Linked DNA regions of Gossypium hirsutum: region 2 is linked to region 1. Evidence: chromatin contacts called from public Hi-C data. All regions are on one chromosome and are shown on one strand. Each heading gives the region's core, a stretch centred on a gene start, on an enhancer-like site or on the middle of the called end of the contact. The rest is flanking DNA. Distances are from core to core; before and after follow the strand shown.

What was found. A called contact is a pair of places that touch in the nucleus more often than the background predicts.
Region 2: a contact with region 1 is called in a Hi-C map of leaf, with 2.5 times the contacts expected there. The contact joins the enhancer-like site here to the promoter of LOC107892394 in region 1. A contact is called at or near these places in 6 of 34 Hi-C or Micro-C datasets (callus and leaf).

What each region holds. Positions count from the first base shown.
Region 1 is chrD09:4,281,846-4,284,545 of Gossypium_hirsutum_v2.1, forward strand. LOC107892394 (DExH-box ATP-dependent RNA helicase DExH18, mitochondrial) reads left to right here and starts at 1,372. Exons shown (of 4, transcript XR_001682608.2): 1 at 1,372-2,700. LOC107892392 (protease Do-like 8, chloroplastic) reads left to right here. Exons shown (of 13, transcript XM_016817470.2): 13 at 1-109.
Region 2 is chrD09:4,440,604-4,443,397 of Gossypium_hirsutum_v2.1, forward strand. No RefSeq gene overlaps it. Among protein-coding and RNA genes, the nearest start is that of LOC107939242, 74 kb to the left of the region's middle. Within about 2 kb of position 1,483, at least 8 of the 9 cell types and tissues checked have an H3K27ac peak or open chromatin away from gene starts, as enhancers often do. A contact at or near this core is called in leaf, where this site is marked.

The DNA of each region.
Region 1 (2,700 bases), core at 122-2,621:
CCCATGTTGAATCTTGAAACTATTACAGTTTGCCAATTTTCCATGTTTTATGAAGGATTATATACTTGTGAAAATATATAGCAAGAGGTACACACATATTACCAGTTCACGTCTTTCATTGTGTTTTCCATGTTTATGGTTAGCAATATTATTTTGAAATTAAACTAAACTGCCCATTAGCTATGCTAGATGATAACCTCAGACTTATTTAACTTCATGAAATCAAGCACATTGTGGTCTAGCTTGGAACTTCAAAATAATCTCAACAGAGATGTGTGGAGTAGTCTCATCTCACTAGGAACATGATAAGTTGGTTTGGAAATTTGCAAAACTCAGCCATTTACTCTCTCCATTCTTATACCACTAAAAATAGGCAATTAGTCAAGCATCCACCGGTAAAAAGTACCACAAAACCCTCTTACTATCCCAAATTTACCATGTACATTAGATGGGTGACAAAAATTGAATTGTGTTTATATATAATGTATAATAACAAATTTAGCCTTCAACCTTTACACATTTATTCAATTTGACTCTTACTTTTTTATTGAAAGTAAATTAGAAATTTTTGAAACTAATAACGCTAAAGGGTCAAAAAGGCCTTAGTAACAAAAAAAAAAAAGCTCTTTTAAAATTTAATAATTATAAAAACATAAACAGAATAAAAAAAGTTATAAAATTATAAAATTATAAAATTATAAAATTTTATTATAAAATAACAATACTGACCAATAAAAGAGTAGGTCATTTTAAAATTTTTTTTTATAACTACTAAATTTTAATGGGTCGATATTATTTTTTTAATAAAAATTTTATAAATTTAAAAATTTTATAACTTCTTTTATATATGATTTTTAATTATTATTAAAATTTAAAGGCCTTAATTGATTTTTTAAATTTGTTACTAATGACTTTTTGTCCCTTTAGCTTTATTAGTTTTAAGAATTTTTAATTTACTTCCAATAAAAGAGTAGGGGTTGAATTGAATAAATGTGTGAAAGTTGATGACTAAAATTATTATTATATCGTATATATAACGTATGAGTTGTTTTACTCACTTCAGGAACTAACTTACCTATTTTTCAATAAATAAATTAAAATGTAATCCAAAATATAGTATAAAAGTTTTGTGGTACTTTTACCGATTATATAAAAATATATTTATTAAGGACTCCTATATATGATTTCACTAATTTTGTATTATGTTCTTGGACGTATTTTTTATTTTAAGCAGTTATTATTGTGTTTTCGGATTGTACTATACTACTAGCTATAAAGATTTTATATTAAAAGATTTTATAGAGAATAATAATATTTATTATTTTTGAAAATAAATATGAAAAGGAAAAAAAAAAAAGAAAACATGCGGGCTTTCATTTGACTACCCAAAAAATTGGGCTAATGTAGAGGCAAGAACGCTCAGTAAACTTCGAGTCTGCGGACTCAAATCGGACCGAGTCCTAGTACCCGAGTTCCATACTTCCTCTGTAATTACGCCAATCTAAACCGACTCTGGGTTTAGGGTTTTGGTGTCTTAACTCTCTCCACTACTTTCCCTCCATTTCCTCTCTGTCTTTCTTATTATCTGTCTCTCAATCCTCTTGAGGTGAGTTCCATTGAAAATCCCCTTTTTTTGGCCCTAATCTCCATCACCAAATTTAACACCTTTAGCTTATTGCAATTTCAAAAGTTAATTGCTTTAAGCAGGAAAAAAAGGGAGAAATAAAATTGTTGGGTTTCTACTCTTTTATGCGGGTATTAAATGGGAAGAGGATTAGCAACGTTTCTGTTTAGAATCTATACTTCTAAGAAAAATGTTTCTAGAGTTAAGTTTATGTCATCCAATCGATATATTCATTCTTTTAGACAATTTGAAAACTGGGTTTCGGATACAGACCCTCCGCCTTTCCATGTGCCTCGAAGAGAGTTTTCGACTAGCTTGGTTGGTTTAGTTGGTAAATTTAGAAACTATGGAGATGCTAATGTGAGACCTTTTTCCTCTGTTATTAAAAATGGGGGTGATGATGGTGGGGAGGATAATGGAATGCATGATTCAGAAATGGAAAAAAATGAGCACGGTAAGCATATTTTGGATTTTGTGAAACTTGTTGATTTTGATGGTGAAAATGAGAATAAGGTTGAGGATGATGTTGATGATTTGAATGAGAATGGTATATATGGTTCAAAAGATGTTGAGTTGGAACATGGAGATGATAAAGAGAATAAGCGTATTGTGGATTTTATGAGAGTTAATGATTTTGATGGTGTCCATGAGAATTCAGATGAGGATGGTATTGACGGTTCTAAGGAGGATGGCATTGACGGTTCTAAGGAGGATGGAATTGATAGAACTGTGAATTGTAAGCAAGTCGGCTTTCGAAATCCGGTGGAATTGTATCAGGAACTTCGTAATAATGAAAAGCCTGCGAAGCTGTGCCGAGAAGATTGGGAGATCTTACAGCAAGTTTTCAGCTATTTCTGTAGATCAGGGTGGGCAGCCAATCAGTCACTTGCTATTTACATTGGCAGGTCATTTTTCCCTACTGCTGCTCATAAGTTCCGTAGCTTTTTCTTTAAGAACTGTTCTGCTGATGTTACTGAATATTTGGTATCACTTGGTCCATCTAATGCTGCTGTTAAGTTTCTTTTCCCTATATTTGTGGAGTTCTGTATTGAAGAGTTTCCTGATGAGATCAAGCA
Region 2 (2,794 bases), core at 233-2,732, 160 kb after region 1:
TGAAAGTTCGTAGCCATTGTGGAGATTAAGTCTTGTTCATCTTGAAAAGTCATATTAATCAAGATTCCTCCACCAGTAGCATCAATCATCTCTCTCTACATAAGTAGCCATTTGTAGAAGTACTTGCTAAAGATAATAAAATGGTTAGAGAGGTAGTTAGTGAAGGTTGAAAGGTTAGCTAGTTTGTTAAAGAAAGCAAGTGAGCTGTGCCTATAAAAACAAATGTATGACTTTGTATTGAAGCAAGTAAACAGTCTAAATTCATAAGAAAACATTTTGTTTCAGTAAAATTTCTCAAAGTTACCTTGATTTCTTCATGGTATCAGTCACTAGGGGTTCTTGATCATGGCTACAACAAACTCTGCTGCGTCGGACTCTGCTGAAGTGCATGGCTCGGTCTTTGCTACTGATCGTGTGGTGAATTCATTTCCTAGGCATGAAGTTGAAGCTTGATGAAGGAACGTTTCTTCAATGGAAACAACAGGTGCGTTTCGTTGTTAATGGCTATGATTTGTTTGGTTTTCTCGATGGATCTATTGCTGTGCCGTCCAAGTTTGTGCAAGCACCAGATGGTGCGCTTGTGGTCAATCTAGTGGCATCTGTGTTTCAGCAACAGGATAACATTCTCACTTCTTGGTTCCTATCCACCATCAGTTCATCAATTCTTTCTTTGTTCATAGATGTTCAATCGGTGTCGGATGTTTGGACTACGGCGTTGGCAATGTTCGAGGCTGATTCCGATCAGAGGCAGTCACGGTTGCGACATGAACTTCACTCTCTCAAGAAAGGGAACATGTCGATTCGTGACTATGTTGCGAAACTAAAAAGTGTGTGTGCTCTATTGGAGGCGTCTGGAACCTCCATCTCAATGGCGGAGAGGACGGCGGTGCTTCTTGGGGGGCTACCGTCCGAGTTTGAGGGTGTTGTATCGTCGGCTTCATTGTCTTCGACGCCATTGCCATTTCAGCGTCTGGTGGACGCCCTTATCGAGTGCGAAAATCGACATGGTCAACCAAGTCAAGAGGTTGTTTATGCTGCAAACCTGGTGGAAGACGTGTCCATGGACGGGTCATCGCGATGAGGACGATCAGGGGTGCGTGGCCGAGGTAGGATCTTTAGGCCGCGCCTTCAGTTCCAGATCTATTCACGATTTGGTCACGTGGCTCAGAAATGTTATTACCGATACCACCGTGATGACTTGTCTCTGGTGCAACCTCCGATGTAAAATCCAGTGCCGAACCACCGTGATTCAGATGAAAGTGGCTGGCCCCCTCAACCAAACACCAGACCTAAGTTTTCAAACATTGGTCAAAATTGCTATACGAATAGTCAAATTAATTGTGCTACTGGTCAAAATTGTTTTGGGGCTGGTCAAAATGCAGTTGGTTTTTGTCAAAATGTGTGTGCTGAAGCGGGGTTTAATGAGCAGCGTGGAGGCGCGAATGTTGGGCCACATGGATGGCGTGATGAATGGCGTGGTTTCAGGCCTCCCAATCCTAGGCCGCACACTGGTGGGCCAGCTGATGGTGCTAATGGCAGATTTGGACTGCCTTCTCATCTTGGGCCGAATGTTGGGCAGAATGTTCCTCCTCCATTTCCCACAAATCCATTTGTGAATAATGTGCAGCTCGATCCAGCTAACCCGACCGGTCATATTCTAGTCCCGTGGCATACCAAGCCGCGTGCGCGCGTGTTCTCAGCTTCAAATCCGTGTTTTGGGCTTCCTAAACTAGGAGATATACATGCGTCTGACTACTCGGATCTGTCAATATCTAGCTCTCATATTAATTCTGATAGACATAGAGTGAGTGAAGACGAGTTTGACTCACCGGTTCCTGGACCAGTTGGGACGTCATCCTGGTATCCTGATTCAGGAGCTAGCAATCATGTTTGTCGGGATCCGTCAGCTCTGCATAATGCCGCTCCTTATTCAGGTACGTCTTCTATTTTAATGGGTGATGGATCGCTCGCACTGATATCGTCCATTGGTCAAAGTGTTTTGCCGACACGGTCTAGGTTGCTTCGGCTATCTAATGTTTTATGTGTCCCAGCCATTCGGAAAAATCTGTTGTCAGTATCACAATTTGCAACTGATAATGGGGTGTTTTTTGAGTTTCACTCTACTTATTGTGTGATTAAGGATAGCGTGACACAGGAGGTTTTGCTGACGGGGCATATTCATAATAGGCTATACCGGTTTTCTATGCCAGATAGTGTCTCTTATATGTCTGCTGCTCAGGTAGAATGTTCCAATTCGACTGCCGACAGTGAGTTGTTTTCGTTATGGCACAAGCGCCTTGGACATCCGTCGTCAACTGTTGTTAAAAATATTTTACATAAGTGTCATATTTATATGAATAAAATTGGGACTAGCGATGTTTGTACTGCTTGTAAAAAGGGAAAGTTTCATAAGTTGCCTTTTTCAACTTCCAATACTAAATACACTGATCCCTTTTCGTTAGTTGTATCTGATGTATGGGGACCTGCTTCGGTTTCTTCTAGTAACAAGTGGTACTATGTGTCATTCATCGACATGAGTTCTCGATTTACTTTGGTATATCTAATTCGGCAAAAGTCTCAAGTTATGACCTGCTTCATGCAGTTTCAGAAACTTATTCACACTCAGTTTGGCAAGACCATCAAGCAGCTCCAGAGCTACTGGGGTGGTGAGTATCGAGTGTTGGCTTTGGTTTTGGCATCCCAAGGTATTGTTCATCGTGTTTCGTGTCCGCATACTTCTGAGCAAAATGGTGTCGTCGAGCGTAAACACCGTCACATTGTGGAAATGGGGCTT